Linked DNA regions of Mus musculus: region 2 is linked to region 1. The links are chromatin contacts, called in public HiChIP or PLAC-seq maps. All regions are on one chromosome and are shown on one strand. The core of a region is the stretch at or near the end of the contact, and the rest is flanking DNA. Distances in the headings are between cores, read along the strand shown. Region 1 holds the start of Mcm5 (minichromosome maintenance complex component 5). Region 2 has its middle 15 kb from the start of Rasd2.

What was found. HiChIP or PLAC-seq counts read pairs in DNA pulled down with a chosen protein or histone mark.
Region 2: a contact with region 1 is called in an H3K4me3 HiChIP or PLAC-seq map of forebrain, with 2.9 times the contacts expected there. The contact joins the enhancer-like site here to the promoter of Mcm5 in region 1. A contact is called at or near these places in 2 of 484 Hi-C or Micro-C datasets (lens fibers and nephron progenitors), 7 of 115 datasets of contacts at active chromatin or transcription factors (bone marrow-derived dendritic cells, embryonic stem cells and forebrain) and 3 of 9 other capture datasets (adipose tissue, liver and pancreatic islet).

The regions. Positions count from the first base shown.
Region 1 is chr8:75,107,739-75,113,212 of GRCm38.p6, reverse strand. Mcm5 (minichromosome maintenance complex component 5) reads right to left here and starts at 3,704. Exons shown (of 17, transcript NM_008566.3): 1 at 3,592-3,704; 2 at 3,339-3,513; 3 at 2,997-3,123; 4 at 2,785-2,913; 5 at 497-669. The coding sequence starts at 3,505.
Region 2 is chr8:75,195,643-75,201,286 of GRCm38.p6, reverse strand. No RefSeq gene overlaps it. Among named protein-coding and RNA genes, the nearest start is that of Rasd2, 15 kb to the left of the region's middle. Within about 2 kb of position 2,111, at least 24 of the 459 cell types and tissues checked have an H3K27ac peak or open chromatin away from gene starts, as enhancers often do. A contact at or near this core is called in forebrain and pancreatic islet, where this site is marked.

The DNA of each region.
Region 1 (5,474 bases), core at 2,455-4,954:
TATCAAGTAGTATAGTCATGTTCTTAGGCAGTACAGTGGGCACACTGTACTGGTCTAGCCCAGCAATCCAGTTTGCTTTAGAAGATTCTGTAAGCCAGCTGGTGATGGCACATGCCACCCAACACTCGAGAGGCAGAGGCAGACAAATTTTTGAGTTCAAAGCCAGCCTGGTCTATACGAGTGAGCTCCAGGATAGCCAGGGGCTTAGAGAGACAGAGAAACAGTTTCCATATAGACTCAATCCCCTGGACTGTTTCCTCCCCAACCTTGGATTCCACACACAGGCCATGTGGATTATTATCCAGGTGGGGCAAAATTTCAACTGCCTGAAGGGACACTGGGCTGGGTATATTGATCCTGCCTAACTCAAGGATAGAGTGCTTCCCAGTCTTTGCCTTAAGGTCTCTAACAAGCAGTACAGGCAGCACTTGCCAGGGTTGCCAGCTTTTTTGATACTTCAGGTCATTCCCCAGAGTCCCTTTGGCTACACACTCACATATTGCACTTCCTGGGAAGGGCATAGCCCTCTAGGCCTGGGCGCATGGCGATATTGGTGAGGGTATTGTGGCAGCTGCGGCACTGAATGGAGATACGAGTAGCCTTGGCACGGACTGCAGAGGCTGAAATGATGATGCCAGGGATCTTCACCAGGTGTGACATCATGTCTGACTGTAACAAAGCCACAAGAAGACTTGATGATTAAGGAGAACGAGGAGTTATGTGAAGGGCTGAGGAATGACACGGGCAAGATCTGGAGGTGACAAATCCATGGCTCATAGTTTAGCTCAGACTTTCCAGAGCACCCACCTAATGTGAGGTAACCTGGGCACCAGGTTCAGGAGCCTCATACACAAGCACTCACTTTTCAAGGGCCTTGCAGAGCATGGCAAGGGACTGGGAGACAAGGGAAACATGAAACATATTTTACGACAAAACCCAGAAGACCCAAACTCCAGCCCTGACAGTAGCTTCCTGTGCTGTTCCAGAGAATTGACACAAGACAGAGGCCCTGGTGCTAGCTCAATTTTGTCACCAACTGCTATGGACATTCTGTCAGCCTCAGGTTCACCATCTTAACGACTCCATCTCACTAGATACTAACACTAACTGTTAATTGTGATGTTACTATGATCATGTTACCAAACAAAGGGTCACACCTATATACCAAGAAGCCAGATTAGCCACTCATCCTCAAGTAGCCAATTAAAATATTCACAGTAAAAAGCAGAAGGGGGAGACGTGTTCAAGAGGGTCACCCTGGGAAGAAGAGCAAAGAGATTGGGTAGACTCTTTATCCACATCCCCTGAGCCCATCCTCAGGCATCCTAAAGTTAGATCAAAGTTTAAACAGAGTCAGGGGTATGTCTATCAAGTCAGCTTGATCAAGCTGTGTGGTCCCACCCACCATTGACCCATCACTGTTTCTCTACTGTAAAACCCATTTCTAGAGATAAGAGTTTCCACTAGTGGTTCAGGCTTTTCTTTCCCAGGTATGAATGAGATTCCTGAGGAAATCCCAAATTCGGGGGGGAGGGGGCACAATTGTTTAGTGGTCTGATAGCTAAAGTGTCTCTTTAGAATGTATTCATTAGACCATTCATTAATAGTCATGCTGTAAAAATGATTCCTTGTGCCAGACGTGGTGGTGCACACCTTTGATACCATCACTTTAGAGACAGAGACAGGTGGATCTGAGTTCAAAGCCAGACCAGTCTATATAGTAAGTTCCGGACAGCCAGAGCTGCTATGTAATGAAACCCTGCTTCAAAATAAAATCCTCACCTTTCAGGGACATATACTGTTAGGAGTCAGTAAAGTCAAAATGGCTGGCCTGTTACTACTAATCATTAAGCTAGATGACAAGTCCTCTTCTTTTTAGTCTCTGTTATCTTCACTATACACAGTGAAACATTCTCACACATTCCATTGCTTTCTGTGCCAGCCTCACCAGTCTACAGGTGAGACAATCTCCCTACCATTTCTCCAACTCGGGGCATCTTGGGCTAGATTAGAGAACACACACATGCACAAGACTCTTAAACTATGAAAGGGCCACAAGCATGCCAGTGATAAGAATGTAGGACAATTAATCCCAGCACTCGGGAGGCAGAGGCAGGCGGATTTCTGAATTCAATGCCGGCCTGGTCTACAGAGTGAGTTCCAGGACAGCCAGGGCTATACAGAGAAACCCTGTCTCGGAAAAAAACAAAACAACGAAACAAAACTAAAGGGCTTAAGCCTTAATTATGATTCAGGCTTAAATCAAGGAATGACTTGTACCAGAGGACACCTACGAGATGATTTCCATTGGTTTCCCTGTTGCAATCCTTCATTAGACTGAGTCTGGTGGAACACTCTTCAAGGTTTTGACCCGACTGGCTACACATCAATCAATTTCAGCTCCAACAACACTTCCTCTAAAGTATTCTTCCTCAACTCTCTACCCTCTCAGCAATAGCCACATTGTCCCCACGTTCTTTTCTTTTCGAGACAGGGTCTCATGTACACCAGGCTTCTACTTCTGCCTCCCAGTTATGGATGGCATTTACTATTTTTTTAGTCTCCCTGATGGATAGGAACTCACTGTTGTTCTGCAAGACTCAACTCTGCCTTCCCTTTAAGACATCAACCCCATTGAGGTAATTTTACACAGGATAAAGACTAAGTTAAGTCAAATGTCTTGGTCAGGGTCACACATCTGGTGCTCCAAGCTACCTGTCTCAGACGCCTTCTGCACCACACAGCGGCCATGCCACCCTGACTAGCCATTCAATAAACTCCTACCTTCAGAATCCGAATGCTCGACGGGCTGGCATCTGACTTGAGCATGACCTGGATGTCTTGGAGCAGCTCATCTCCAGCTGGCCGGGGCCGGGTCACCTCATCTGCCACCTCCTTGGCAGCTTCCTCAAGCTGAAGAAGAGGAAAGGCATAAGCTGCTGGTGATGATGGGGCAGGGCCCGGGTTTAGGAGGCTCTGAAATGGGTGCTACTCACCAGCTGTAAGTGCTCGGCCGGCTGTTTATGCAAGTGGTCAGCCAGTTCCTCGTCAAAACTGGCCAGGTCCTCCATCTCCACCTCGATCCAGTATTCACCCAGGTTGTAATGCCGCTTGAGTTCATCTCTTTAGTGGTCAACAAAGGGGCAGAGGGACAGGAAGGGTGCATTGAGGGACCGTCAGCAGCAGTGCCTGTGCACCCCGGTCCTCACAGGCACCAATGCCCCCACCTCTCTCAAAAGACACCTAATTGTAGACCACTCTATCCTAAATTTAGGCCTGAAGAGGGACTGTCAAGAAAAGGCGTCCCCCGTAAGAATGGTTCACGGACACTGTCGCACCTGTACTTGAAGGTGAAGCCCGTGCGATCGGTGCCCACTCGGTACTGTCTCAGGAACTCCTTGAATCGCCTCTGCAGTTGCGACTTGCGGGCCTGGCCCTCTTCCGCACCGGGGTCGCCACCGAAGCTGTCGCTGTAGAAAATGCCCGGGTCGTCGAAGCCCGACATGACTGTACCTGGGTCAAGGGAGACAGAGAGCTGAGCACCCCGGGGCGGCGGGAGCTTCCCTAGACGGGGTCCCGCAATTCCCTCACCTCACAGCGGCGCGCCACACGAACCTCAGCCCTCCTAGAGGAAGCCGACTTTCGCGGGAAAAACCAGCCTCCGCGTTTGTCCACCGCGGTCTCTGCGCTCCTATTGGTTCGTTCAGCGCCGCGGATAGCTATTGGACTGCTCTGCGCCGGTTGAGTCCCGCCTCCAAGGCCTGGTTCCCAAGATGATTGGCTGTGGCGTCTTGGTGACGTCACGAGTCAACTCTTTCCGGTCTCCATTTTGTGAGGCTGGACGTTTTGGCGCGAAAGTTCTTGGCGCTAGCAGCTAACCGAGCAAAGATGGCGGAGAGGCTCGGGAGCTTTGTGAGCGTTTAAACCTTAGGCCTTCGGAGAAAACCTAGCCCAGTGGCGCAGGTCTGTCAGCCCCGCTCCTCGTAAAGTCTAAGCAGGAGGATCGCAAGTTCAAGGCCAGCCTGGGTGACTTAGGGAGCCCCTTTCCCAAGTAAAAAGGTGGGACTTGAGAGATGGATCGGTGGTCAATAGCGTTTGCTGTACTTTTAGAAGACCCAGTCTCTGTTCTCAGTACCCTAGTCAGGGGCTCAGAACTGCCTGTGACTCCTGCTCCAGAGAACCCAATGTCCTCTCCTGGCCTCTATGGGCCACGTACATGTTAGATGTAGAGAGAGAAAGATATATGTATCTGTACATAAGTACACTTTTTTTTTAAGTAAAAGGAAACGGACTGGAGCAATGACTGAGCAATTGGATACAGACACATAAATAAAAAGTAGACTTATCAGCCCTCCCCCATATCTGCTAGCACTAGGGAGGCTGAAGAAACCCTGCCTTTAAAATAAGTATATGAGAAAACCACCCCTTTCAGAGCTGCTGTGAGAAAGCAGTATGCCTGAGGTGTACTCTTGCTCCAGCCCGGCAGGAGGTGCCAGAGTGCTGTCTCCGCAGCTTTGGGACCAGGTGGCTCACCTTCCCCTACTCAGATAGTACCAAAGCCCAGGAAGCCAGGGATGTTTTCTTTCATTCAGATTCAGACGAATAATTATGATGACTGTAGAACTTTTTTAATTCCTTGGCAATGCTTAAACCATGCAAAATTCATGGCCAAATTCCAAATGGAAATCTTGGGGGGGGGGGGAGGCAGATTTAGCATAGCAACCTTAGTGTAGATTTTCCTTTGAGTTCCTCCCATCCACACGAACAAGTGGAAACCTATTGCTGCAGCAACCATTCAAACATATATTTACAGAGAATAAAGTTTGAGCATTTTTGCAATTAAAAAAAAATACCAGGTGAATCTAAGACTTGGTTTTCTCAGCATTTCATGGTAATCCCTGTGTGCCAAGACAGGTTTAACACATTTTATTTTAGATTGCTTTATTTGCTTCTTGACCAAAATCGAGGCTGTTCTTAACAGTTGTCACCAATAGCAGGGATGTAATTCCGCATTGTTGGCTGGGGCTTCCCCTCAGGTACAGATGGAATGCTGGACTTAGGCACTGAACAGAATTTTAGCAAAAGTCAGAGTGAAGCAGAGTCAGCAAATTCACTGGTCAAAAGACAGAGTCCTATGCCTGGGCATGGTGGTGCACGCCTTTAATCCCAGCACTTGGGAGGCAGAGGCAGGCGAATTTCTGAGTTCGAGGCCAGCCTGGTCTACAAAGTGAGTTCCAGGACATCCAGGGCTACACAGAGAAACCCTGTCTCGAAAAACCAAAAAAAAAAAAAAAAAAAAAAAAAAGACAGAGTCCTGGCGACATGGCTCGGCAATTAAATGCCGAGCTGCTGGGACTGCTCTTGTAGACAATCAGTTCTCTATGGTGGCTCACAACCATCCAGGGAGCCTGATGCCCTCTTTTGACTTCCACAGGCACCAGGTATGCATGCAGTAAATAGGCAAAACACATACA
Region 2 (5,644 bases), core at 862-3,361, 90 kb before region 1:
ATCTACAGCATATGTGGATGCAGGTGAATTCTGGGCCAGGGAAACTCTGTTTAACCCCAGATTCACAGAAGAACAAATGAAGACCAGAGAAGAAAAGGATCACATAGCCATTGGGAGTGACGCTGAGATTTGAACCCAAGTCACTGCCTCCAAAGGCTGCCTTCCGTCCTCACTCTGGCTTTATCATCTCTCAGCAAACATGTCACCAAGCACTTCCATTTGGTTCTCACGCACACAGCATTCTCTAGATCTATCCTCCTACCACCCTCAGAGAGAATGGAAATCTGTCTTCATGTGTCTACTCATTTATCCCCAGGAGCTGTCTCTAATCACCAACCCTGGAGACTTTTCAGAGCTACTCTGCTGCCTAAAGATCAATTAGCTGATCTCCCATGGTCTTCCCAGGCTAATTTTCCTCAGACTCCCAGTGGGAGCTGTTCTGATGAGCCATTCATAACCAAGCATGAATAGCCCCATCATGGACCAGGCACTGCAGGGTTGGTTCATAGATCTAGAGCCACAGATTCACTATGGAGCTAAGACTGGCCTTGAACTTCTGATCCTCCTGCCTCCGACACCTAAGTGCAGGGATCAAAGTTATGTGCCACCATGCTGGTCTTGAAGCCCAGTCTCTTGTTTTGTTTTCTTTCCTTTTCTTTCTTTCTATCTTTCTATCTTTCTTTCTTTCTTTCTTTCTTTCTTTCTTTCTTCCTTTCTTTCTTTCTTTCTTTCTTTCTTCCTTTCTTTCTTTCTTTTTAAATCAGACAGGCAAGATGAGAGCCCCTGCCCCATTTAACAGTTTCTGTATACCCTCTCATGCTTTGCTATGTCCAAAGATCCTCCGAGTGTGCCTTCACTCTCTGGGAAAAGTAGACAAGACTCCAGTGATTGTCCCCCTGGAACAGGTGTGGCAGCTGAGATCCAGAGACGGAAATGACTTGCTTAAAGCCACACAGCAAATCCTTGAGGAGTTGGTCTGGAAATCAGGCCCCAGCTCCAGCCTCCCACCCTCAGGAGGACCCTTCTCTAGGTCTGAGGGAAGAAACATAGAGCTTTCCTGAGGGAAGACGGGCCACTGCATCCTTCTTTGTACCCTGAGCCATCTGGGATCTGCAAGGGCTGCCTGGCAGAGGCAACACCACCCCCAGCTTCCCTCTGTGCTGACACAGTGGACCAAAGAACACCTGACATCCTCCCCCTAGCCAGGAAAACATACAAGCTAAAAATATCCCTGCCAAGTTAAAATTAGTCTTCCTCCTTCTGCCCCATAAAGAACTCTCAAGTCACCTGGGAAGACTAGGGGGTGCTCAGGTATCACCTATGGGGCAAAGGATGCTCTTCACCCTGACCTCATCTCTTCCCTTCCCCCTGCAGGGGAAGTGAAGCACATTATGCTGATTTAATACTAAACAGGGAGAGCTGCCGCTACCACAAGCCTGGCCACTAATGAGTTTGGAGTGGTGTTGGCAGAGAGGCCTGCAGTCAGGTTGCTGAGGATCAAGGGCATTATCAGACACAGTGATAAGAGGAAGGCGGCCTAAACAGGGTTGAGGACCAGTTCCAGCCAGCGGACTTTGAGTTCCTTCCTCCTTCCCATCCTTTGCCTTTCATCCATGGATTGTATTCAACTGCCTACCTGCTGTGGGGTCAGGTGATGGAGAGGGAGGAGAAAGAACCCCTTAATTGGTTGCTATAGAGATACCAGCCAGAGCCAGAGCCAGTAATGTGAAAGTCATGGTTTCAGGCTCCTCTCTAAGAGGTACAGGGCATGTGATCATTCCCAGTAGGAAGAAACTGAAGGTAGGGCAGGGACACTGAGCTGGTTCAAGCCTGGGATTCAACCATTGTAAGACCTAAGCTTTCCCTAGCTGCCCAACAGACCACATTTGCCTTTCTGGATGTGTGACTACCAGGATTCTTTCAGAGATACAGCCCCAACCCAGGCCCCACCTTCCCTTGGCAGAAAACTTTGCAACTTCTCTGAGGATCAGGGCTCTCATACCAGATGCCTTCTGCATGTTGGCACCCAGCAGGCGGGAGATTCCCCCAACCCCATGCTAACACAGAAATTTCTCCTAGAATGACAGAGGGAGCAGGGGATGGCAGTTTCCATAGCAACGCTGGGTTTTACATTCCCCACACATAAAATGTCAAGCCCGGTTGGAGAGGTGTAGCACCTCTCATTGGACAGGGTTCCCTCCACCCACACCTTGCTCTAGCCCAGACAAGGACACTGCAGAAGGGGCTTAAGACCCTCAGACCAAACAGGCAGCTACATAGGACTCTGGGTCAGAAGGTCCACCACAGAGGACTCTCCCAAGCAGTCTGCCAGTGTCCCTGACTGCATATGGCTTCATGCAGGAGAGGAGAAGAAGAGAGATGGAAGTGCGTGGAAGGAGGAAGTAGACAGGACTATCACAGTGCCCTCCCCAAACCCCAGGAGTGCATTTCTAGAAATTGACCCTACTTGCACCTCACTGTGCTTTTACAACAGTCACCCTCCCTGAAGTAGCATCACCCCCTCTGCTCTGTCCCCTTCAGGCTTTATTTCCTTTTATTTATTTATTTATTTTTAATGAGACAGTGTCTCCTGTATCCCAGACTGGCCTTGAACTCTCTATGATGCCTTTGAACTGTAGATAATTTTGCCTCTACTTCCAGAGTGCTGGGGCAGCCACCACACCCTATTTATTTAGTGCTGGGAGTCAAATCCAGATCCCCTGAACCTTCTAGGCAAGCACTCTACCTACAAAGCTACAAACTCAGCCCTCTATTGTACTGCTGACCTGGGGTCATTGCAGGCTAGGACATCAGCTGTGCACAGGATGTCAAGGCTGAGACTGAAGTTTACTTAGGCAGCCAGTTGTTCCACAATTTCTCAAATGAATGTACATCCAGGAAGACATGTCTTTTTTAAATGATTAACTGGGAGAGGGGAGACTTTTAAAATAAGGCACATGCTGAAGAGGTGGTTCAGTGGCTAAGAGCACTTTCTGCTCTTTTGGAGGACTCACATTTGGTGCCAGCACCTATATCAGGTGGCACAAGAGCCTGTGACTCCAGCTCCAGAACGTCTGATGCCTATGCCCTGTCCACCCTCTGTGTCAGTTGCTGAAGGTTTCCTTCCTGAGGAAAGTCCCACCCCAGTGCTAATGAGCTGTATCCATGTAAGGAACAGCACAGAGCCAGATAGAGTATGTGGAATTGTTCCGAGCAAGGGAGGGCTTGTTTTACTCTTCTCAACAGTTGCTCCGAATATTTTAAGAACTTGTGGAGAATGTTTAAAGTCAAAATAGTATAAGAACTGACAAACAACCAGCACACATTAGCCCTTGGGCAAGTAAAACAAACATTCCCTGCCTCTTCGCTTGTGTGGGTGGTGACAGGCAGGCCCAAGTCAGGTGGAATGATGGCACTTACCTCTAGGGACAGGAACAGAGCCACAGAGATGCGGGCCATTCCACCCCATGTCACTAATGAGCCTAAGCCCAGGATTACAAGGCCCTCTATGCCCTCCACACCCCAGGATGATTCAAAGCTGTAAGAGGACCATTTAGCTGTTAGCTATACCACAGGGCAAGAGCGCTACTGCAGCTTAGCATAAGAAGGGATGGCTGATCCCTTATGTCTGCAGAAAAGACTCATATGCCCCAGCTTTTGGACCACAGTGCTCTCCTTGAGACTTTAACCAGTGAAGTAGAGATCTCCAGAAAACTACAGATTCCTATCTGTTTGCCCTTCTGGGCCAGTAGGCTTTCTAGATGCCAGGAGCTGGCCAGGGGAATGGTCTCCACATGCCTTCTTGGTGGCTTGCTCCCTTCGCAGGTGATGCCAAGCTCCTGGAGAAATTGTGTAATTCTGGGTGGTGAGAGTTTATTTCCTCTAAAAATATACCCTGAAACTGGGGCATGATGAAGGATGGCTGACAAATGGGAAAGAGGAGCTAACAAAGACGCTGGGACTGTCTCATCTGAGCTGAGTCACCTGCACTCAGCTCCAGTTCAGTTCAGCACGGACCTCTCTACTGGTTCCTGTCACCAACCAAAGTTCAAAAGGTCTCTGGGGCTTTAGGGACTTGTGAGTCACCACTGCAAGGTGCCCCTGCTGTCCTTCAACCTCTCATGTGAGGAAGGAAGAATTAGATAACAACAGTGGAATTGGCTTTGCTATAGGTCGATAGTCATCAGTGGAAGAGTGAATGACATGGCATCCACATCTGGTCAGCAGTGGAAGGGTCATGGCATCCACATCTGGTCAGCAGTGGAAGTATGTTTATGATCATCTTGACTGATCAGCTGTAAGGACATCTGAGATATCTGGAGAACAAAGGATCCAGCTCTTTCCACCCTGCCATTCTGTCTTTTGACTCCTCAAGGTCTTTGTCTCATGTCACAAAATGACTGCCACAGATCTGGATATCAAGTCCCTCACACTCCTCCCCCACAATGGCTGTATTCTTCATGAGTATCCTTCTCTTCCATGAAGAAGGAAATGTTTTGTTTCTATCTCAATTACTGGAGTCAGCTCACATACTCACTATTATAGCAACCAGTGAAACAGGTCAATTAAGCCACCAGCAATGATATTACATAAATAAGCCAGGATCCCCTAAGATAGGCTGAACACTAAGCCTACTCCAGTAGTTCCCCTGTAGTACAGGGACAATCCATCCTACACATGGTCATACAATCGCCAAACTAACTGTGCTAGCATGAGGCAGGAGAGGGAAAGTCTATAAAAAAGACTTCTCTGATCATTAGAGAAGTAACTCTCATGAAGAAGAGTGACTGGGTGATGAAGAGAGACACTTATGCTCCCACAAGCCATCTTAGGTACACTGATTTCAAGGAATCAGAGAGGAAATCCCAGCAGGGCTCCTGTGTTAAAGAGAGAACAGGCAGGAAGGAGAGGGAGGGAAGGGAGACATGGCTCGACTCATTGGGGGGCTGGCTGGTGCTAGGGAGCCTGGGGCAGGAAGTAAGGAACTAGGAATGGAGGAAGCTTCTGGAGGGGGAAGTAGAAAGGTGCCCATGGGGCCACTTTAGAAAATCTCTAGGGGAGATTAGAGGAATCCTAGAGATTGGAAGAACAGCAGCCAGGGATATTGCACTGCTTCCTCCCAAGGAAGCCCGGGCCACCTAACATGGAACATCAGCCACCCAGTGAGACACGGCCATGTCTGTCACCAATGGTCTGGACAGATGGCTCCTCTCCAGAGAGGTCTTGCCATTCCTGTATTCCTGTTTATGAATGAGTCTATGCTTTGAAAGAAAATAGACTGTGAGGTATGTTAACTGAAGCAAAACTGTTCTCTCTCTCTCTCTCTCTCTCTCTCTCTCTTTCTGTGTGTGTGGGGGGGGTGTGTGTGTGCTGGTGTGTGTGTGTGTGAGTGTGGGTGTGCTGGTGTGTGTGTGTGCTGGTGTGTGTGTGTGCTGGTGTGTGTGTGTGTGCTGGTGTGTGTGTGTGTGCTGGTGTGTGTGTGTGCTGGTGTGTGTGTGTGTGCTGGTGTGTGTGTGTGTGTGCTGGTGTGTGTGACTGAACCATGAGCTCATCGTCTCAGCAAGACAGGACAGCAAAGCCCCGAGGTTCTCTAGTCTCCAGTGCCTGTGCTGAGGTTAGAGGTCTATGTGGCTGAGAGCTGGGG